Linked DNA regions of Mus musculus: region 1 is linked to region 2. Evidence: chromatin contacts called from public Hi-C data. All regions are on one chromosome and are shown on one strand. The core of a region is the stretch at or near the end of the contact, and the rest is flanking DNA. Distances in the headings are between cores, read along the strand shown. Region 1 overlaps Myo1b (myosin IB). Region 2 overlaps Gm17767 (predicted gene, 17767).

The links. Hi-C and Micro-C count contacts between places; a contact is called where the count stands out from the background.
Region 1: a contact with region 2 is called in a Hi-C map of liver, with 3 times the contacts expected there. The contact joins two enhancer-like sites. A contact is called at or near these places in 1 of 484 Hi-C or Micro-C datasets (liver) and 1 of 9 other capture datasets (adipose tissue).

The regions. Positions count from the first base shown.
Region 1 is chr1:51,890,392-51,894,021 of GRCm38.p6, forward strand. The region is part of intron 1 of Myo1b (myosin IB); the gene reads right to left. Among named protein-coding and RNA genes, the nearest start is that of Myo1b, 24 kb to the right of the region's middle. Within about 2 kb of position 1,825, at least 17 of the 459 cell types and tissues checked have an H3K27ac peak or open chromatin away from gene starts, as enhancers often do. A contact at or near this core is called in liver, where this site is marked.
Region 2 is chr1:51,507,836-51,511,316 of GRCm38.p6, forward strand. Gm17767 (predicted gene, 17767) reads right to left here. Exons shown (of 4, transcript NR_151621.1): 4 at 1,670-2,209. Among named protein-coding and RNA genes, the nearest start is that of Nabp1, 31 kb to the left of the region's middle. Within about 2 kb of position 1,511, at least 220 of the 459 cell types and tissues checked have an H3K27ac peak or open chromatin away from gene starts, as enhancers often do. A contact at or near this core is called in liver, where this site is marked.

The DNA of each region.
Region 1 (3,630 bases), core at 575-3,074, 380 kb after region 2:
TGCCAGGGCACACATGTAGAGCTCAGAGGACAACGGTGGGAGTCTGCTCTCTCGTTTGACCACGTGGGCCAGGAATGGAACTCGAATAAATCATCAGAATTAGTGGCAAATGCTTCTACTACTCACTGAGCAACCTTCCAACCCAAACTGTCCACTTTTGACATTTCAAATGACCTCTCTAATGACTAAGAGAAGTATGTGCCCACTATCGAAAAGAAAAGAAAAGAAAAGAAAAGAAAAGAAGAGGAAAGTAAAGAAGAAAAAGAAAAGAAAATGTAGATGACCAAGAAATTAAAAAAAAACTCAAATCAAGATGCTTACATTGGCCTAAATCCTTAATTTACTAGAATTCTTATGAAAAGCTAAACTCATAAATTTCATTTATGTATATTTTACTTCAAAAAAAGAAACAGATTTCTTGGCAGAGAACCCATGCCCTCACAACTCTTTTGCCTTCCTCATTAATCTCCTCTCTTGAAGTCCCTCCACTCTAAGACAAACCCCACACAATACACAGCATGCCAACACTTCCAATGGTCTCCAACAGCAGCATCTTCATCCAGGCCACAGCTAACTGGGCAATGCACTCTGGTCGGAACAGTGCCGGCTTCCATGGGCCTGGGACCAGGCCACACAAACCACAGTCAAGGGGCTGCAAGCACTGACGTAGAAATTGGTGGAGATGCTGAGAACAAGTCATTTAGGGGAGCCTTGCAGAGGCCACCCTTCTGCAGGAAAGACTGACTCCTGAAGACAGAACACGTGGGGCAGACAGAAAAGCTTCAGATGCCGGGGTAGTTCCAGTTCTGAGCCTCAGGAGGTTCAGCTGAGCTTCTTGCCTTAAACATGGCCTGGCCTGATTTAACCCAGTGTGAGGAGTCATCGATCCTAGGTAGCACACTCCAAGCAAGCCAGCTGTTAGGGACTGAATGCTTGTGTTCTCCCACCTAAAGCTCTATTTCCCGGTTCTGAGGTACTAGAGGACACCAGGAAGGACATAGGGAGATTTTGTCTTTATAAAAGACATAAATGTGAGGGGATACCAATGTTTCTGTAAGCCATCAAGAGGAGACGCAGCAGAAACCAAATTTTGAACTTCCCAGCTTCCAGAGCTGTAAGAAACAAATGTCCATTGCTTAAGCCAACTCTGTCTACAGTGGACATCACAGCATCTCAGGCACTGTGACACACCAATCAATAATACCGAGTGAGTGTGTGTCCCTGCTCCTCCCCTGAGAAAGACAGGCTGGCACTCTGGATGCAAGACAGGTCCTGGCACATGTAGTTCTTTAAAGAGCTGGGTTTAGTGAACCACACAACCATAGGGGTGATTTCTGTTGTTCAATGTATGTGAGAAAGAGGGCTGACATCATTTGTGACAAGGTTCAGACTATGTTAATTTTCACTCCTACCAACATGCTTGCTAAGAGACATTTATATGTGTAGTGTCTATCTCCTGTGTTTATGTCACAAATTATAGTTAGCTGAATTTCCAGTCTTTTATTTCACTGGTAAAGCCAATACATGGGAGGGAGGCCCACTGTCAGCCTTTCTCCAAGGTCTTCTACTAAGACTACTGAATTGCTGCTCAGAGGGCTTTCATTAGAGTTCTAGGGAACAGGCAGTGAAGATCAAATAGCTTTGAACAAGGCCTGAGAGTAAAGAGACAGCTACAAATGTAAGTCCATCAGCCAACAGCCCTGTGTAAGGGTACGACTGTGACATTACGGTTATCTCAGGGTTAACACCCCAGAGGGTGTCTCTGCAAAACCAGAAGTGGACAGAATCACCACTGATCAAGGTCAAGGTTGGTCTCCACCCAAGCACGCAAACCAGCTTGATCAACAAGAGCTGCCTAGGAGCCAATGTCCACTCGCTCACTCCCAGGCAGGCTGTGGGGACTGGAAAGCAGCATCTAGACTTTGCAGTTCATAAAGAGATGGGGGCTTGGGAGGCAGGGAGGCTGTTTCCAGCTGTGGAAAGCAAATCTGACTAACATATCATCTAGACTAATTAGAAGGATTCTTGAGGTGCCGGGATAGTGAAGGTTTTAGATTACTAACCAGCGTATCTCCACCATTATCTCCTGATGGACGAGAATGACTCGGTGGAGAGTCAGGCATCACATCCCAGGCAAAACCTCCCTCCCGACAGAAAAAGCACTGGCTCCAAGAGGGTTGCTCCTCTGCGAGAGTCAGGAAAGATGGGCCACGCTAAGGGGCTTAGAGCCTCCCTGCACTTGCAGTAGTTATGTGCACACCCTTTGAGCTGAGTCCTAAATTGCCAAGCTCTTCAGAGCAACCCAGAGGTAAGATGTCGTCTGTCTCACTGTACATTATCCAAGTCATGCAGAAATAGTTTACCTGGCACATGACCTATAGATAACGCAATGCAAGGCCCTCTACAAAGGTCATGCTCGGAAACAGTAGAATGATGTTACTGAAAAGAGACTGTGAAAAAAATTAATACTTCAGTGAGTTTACAGTTTTGTGTTGGGCCATACTCACAGCTCTCCTGGGCCACAGCTGGCCCACAGGCTGAGGGTGAGACATACCAGGTACAAGGAAGGACCCCAGATGCATACTGGTACAGTCTGTATATCCATCTGAAACTTGGCAATAGTAAAATCAGACTGTAATCCAATGGAATTCACGTCTGGAATTCCAACTTCTGGTCTCCAAACTCAGGACGAGAGCAAGGTGTACACAGACTGGCAGAGAAGAAATGCAGCAGAAACGGCTTTCTTCTTTTGACCTTAAGAGCACACATGCTCTTCCACCGGTCTTTCCCCAAGGATGTCCAGGTACCTAATTTAATCACCTCATTTGCTAAAGACCTCCTCCATTCTCCTGGACTCCTACCTTTAATCTCCGTTCTTCTCTCTGCCAACAAACAGGATCTAGAATCCTCTGGAGATGAACTTCTGGAAGTGTCAGAGTGGGAGTTTCTGGCTTTGGTTTTATCAGACACACCCTACCTGTGTGGCACCATTCGAGAGTTGGGGGTTCAAGACTTAGCTGGGTGCCAGCATCCCTCTCTCTTTGCTTCCTGACTGTGCGTACAGTGTGTCCACCTCCCCCACCATGCCATGACTTCTCTGTGACAGTCTGCACACTTGAATGGTGAGCCAACATAAATGCTCCCCTTTTTTTAAGCAGCCCTTGCAACTTACTTTGTGACAGCAGCAAAGTAACTAGCACACATTCCCTAGGAGAACGCACAGCCAACACCAGGTCCCTACTGTCACTTCCCAGAGTTAGGTCCACTAAGTCATGTCAGGAACTTCAGGAAGGAACATCTCATCAAGGCTCACCAAACAGCCACATCCTGTCCTTCCCCCCTTTGTTTCCTCACACCCCACCGAAGCGTCCCTCGCCTTCCACAAGCCCGGGAGATGCAGAACACTAGTGTTAAGAGGGAACCTGTAATCATGCTACACAACTCACAGGGAGCAGCGTTACAAGAATCAATGAGCTAACGTCTGAAGGGCTACGATCCCTGAGGGACAAGGTAGCCAAACACCATAAACCACTGCTCCATCCAGAAACACAAACTCAGCTGTACGAGGGAATGCGCTAATTATAACTCTTAGACTTCTCAATCCATTACCTCGAGGCGGATAAAAAAGAT
Region 2 (3,481 bases), core at 261-2,760:
AGGTTTCTCTCTCTCTCTCTCTCTTTTTTTTAAATGTGTTTTCTTACTGGCTACTGGGGGAAATAGCCAAACTGCGATTCATTCCCAGTATGCAACTAAAAACACCATATCAGTACCACTGAACACGCCCCACAAGCAACAGTTTCAAGAATGCTAACACTGAACACTGCCGGTTGAAGCGAGGAGATTGATAATGAGAAAGAATGGACTAGCACTTCAGGCCTTCACCATTGCGCAAAGGAACAGAGACGAGAAAGAGTAGAAAGAAAATAAGAGGCTGGAAACGCACATTACACCCACCCCCAAGTTTTATTCTTAATCGTCTTTTTCTTGTGCTACTTTAAAATCTTTATCTATGATTTAAATTGACCAAGGGAAAATTTAAAAACAATATTTCCCCTGGTTAAAAAATTCTGAGGTAAAAAAAATTAAAAATAAATAAAAATAAATAAAAAATAATTAAAAAGAAATTCTGAGGTGAGCAAGTAGTTCTTCATATATAGATGCTCAAGTCCTGTTATACTTGACAAATGAGTCAGGGGAAACAAGCTTCTAGCTTGTTTTAAATTTAATTTCTCCTCAATAGACAAATATTGTTCATGTTTAGGGGAGGGAACCCTTGGGCAGTATGTTGAAATGTTTTGACGCGTGTGCGGTAGATGTAATTAAAAGTGAGAATGTCAGTCCTTTGGAGAGCATCTTACTGTCAGTCAGAATCTACTGTGTCACTGGAACAATGATTAATCTGCTATCAGTTGGGACAATGGCAAGAAAGGTTGCATTCAGGGTTTAAGAATAGGACAACTTAAGGAAGGTTAAATAAAGAGCTGTTTGCAAAGGGTGTTGGCTGTGGACAAAGTGGAAGGAATGGCAATGTACACAGGGATCACTGCCCATGAAACATGTCCCACCAGACCAGAGGGAAGGCTGATGGGACAGAAGCAGCCCTGTGAATAAGGCCACGGTACGAAGATTCCCAAAAGACAGTCAGATCCAGGTCCAGCACAATACACCTACTACACACTCAAAGCCAAAACAGTACAGAAAAAAAATTGGTAATTTCTAATACTCACTCAGCAACACGTTTGACTGTAACTTGATGAAACACAAGAAACACATTAATCTAGATTTAAAGTTATAAATAACAAAACCCTAAGAAATGAGAAAGGGGGGGAGAGAGAGAGACAGAGAGAGACAGAGAGAGACAGAGAGAGAGAGAGAGAGAGAGAGAGAGAGAGAGAGAGAGAGAGAGAAAAGAGTATTTGATCACCACACTGGGAACTCCAGGAGCATATCTGAGCCTAAGGGCTCAACGACGGCAAATGGAGAAGTCTGGGTCTGTAGGTGTGCTGTTGCAGAAGAGCTAATCAGAGGCTCGGCAACCGCAGGAGCTCAGCTCACCCAAGCATGAGTCATCAAAGCTTAGAAGGAAGCCACTCAGCTAGGGAATCCGAGAAGTTAACTAGCACATGACACCATTGAGCCTGTCCAGAGCCAGGCCCACTACCTTTCTTCGACTTTGCCCTCCAGCCTTGTACAAAGCGCTCTGCTTTTGAGCACAAGGTTCAAAGATTCCATTCATACCAGTGGATGCCTGCAAATCACACACACTAGCCAGAAGCAGGAATTTCTTTTGAGAGGAAAAAAAAAAAAAAACCTCAAAGTGAGAGCTTCTTAGTTGTTCTGTAATTTGATGAAATGAAATATCCTATATTAAAATTTTAAAACATCTACAAACTAACCATAACGGCTCATACCTCCCTATAATCCTAGTTAGTTGGGAGGCTGAGGCAAATGGACTGTCAACAGTTCAAAGCCAGTCAGGGCTATGCAGTAAAACCTTGTTTTAACAAATCAAACCACCAACGGTGTTATCAGAGTACCTTCAACTATTTGCCTTTCTCGGCAATGTTTTCTTCTCTTTCTAACATCAATTTCCCTCATCTGGGGAGTAGAGACAGTAACTGGAAGAGGCAGGCTTATGATGATCTAGAAGCTCAGTTTCTGGGGAAAGGAAGGCCTCTTTTGTCAGAATTCTTCGAAATCTCATGGGAGCTTTTTTTTCACTGATTCAGCTGGGTCTGTCTCCGTCCTCAGAGAGAAATGAAACACCTGATGCGCCGTGCTTCCATGTCTTGACAACCCCAGCTGCTGGGAGTGAGTCAGCCTCACCTGAGCCACGCAGCGTAATGATGATGGGGGAAGGGACCTGTGTGCAGAACAGACAGACGGTAGAAACGCTTTTCCAAATGTTTATTTCTTCACATTAGCAATTATCAAGCTTGGCTACACATTACAATCACCTGGGAGCACAAGACCCAAGAACAATTTAGTCACAGGCTCTTGGCAACAGAAACCCAAGAATCAGCCTGATTATAGCAACAGGGTGTTACTAATGTACAACCAGGGTTGTCAGACATCATGTATAGACAATAGTATTTCTTAGGCTGTGGCCAGTTAAGGATGATATTGGTCTTGTTCTGTGATTGATGTTAACTTGTTATTCAAATCTAAAGCCTGATAAGATGAACAATAACATAGATTTTGGTTATTTCTGTGTTCTTGCATAGAAACTGACAGAACAACCAAAGACGGGTGGTGGTGGGGAAATCCATGGATGACTTTCACAACCAAACTGGATACAAAACCCACCCACACACCATAAAGTAAAATTCAATGATACCAGCACATAATGTCTGTGCAGTTGGTTCAAAGCGAAGCTACCGGATGGCTGAAAGATGAGATCGAGGGAAAGCAGACACTCCTCAGCTTCTGATGGGTTATGTCACAACAAATTTGTCTTAAATTCAAACTGGCACACGTCAAAACACATTAGACACCAAGGTTAGGCAATCCACAGCTTATGAATGGTGGCTAACCTTGCGGCTCCATGACTAGCTGAGAGCTGTGATGTGCTTTCATGCACAGCATCAACAAACAGTATTGTACAACATATCGCTCTGCCCAGAACTCAAATGTGAAGGCCGGGGACTTAGTTCAGTTGTCAAAGCGCTGGCATAGCATCCACAAAGTGTTGGGTTCAATACCCAGCACTCCTTAAACCAAGCTGGCAGCACAAGCCTGTAATGCCAACACTAAGGAGATATAAAGGCACGTGATGCAAAGCTCAAGGTCACTATCAGCTAGCTATGGTTTTTGTCTTGCTTTTTATTCTTTCTCTTTTTCTTTATTCTTCTCTCATACAGTACATCCTGACAGCGGTTTCCCACGCCTCCACTCCTCTCAGACTCCTCCCCCATTTTCCCTCTCTCCATTTCTTTTCAAAAAAGAAAGCAGGCTTCCCAGAGATACTAACTGAATACAGCATCACACGTTACAGTGAGACTGTGCACAAACCCTCATATCAAGACTGGGCAAAGCAATCCACCAGCAGGAAAAGACTCAGACACACCACTCTCTCCCAAACCTCCTCAATTCTGCTGTTAGGAATTCTGCAAAAAATCTTAAGCTAAACAACCAT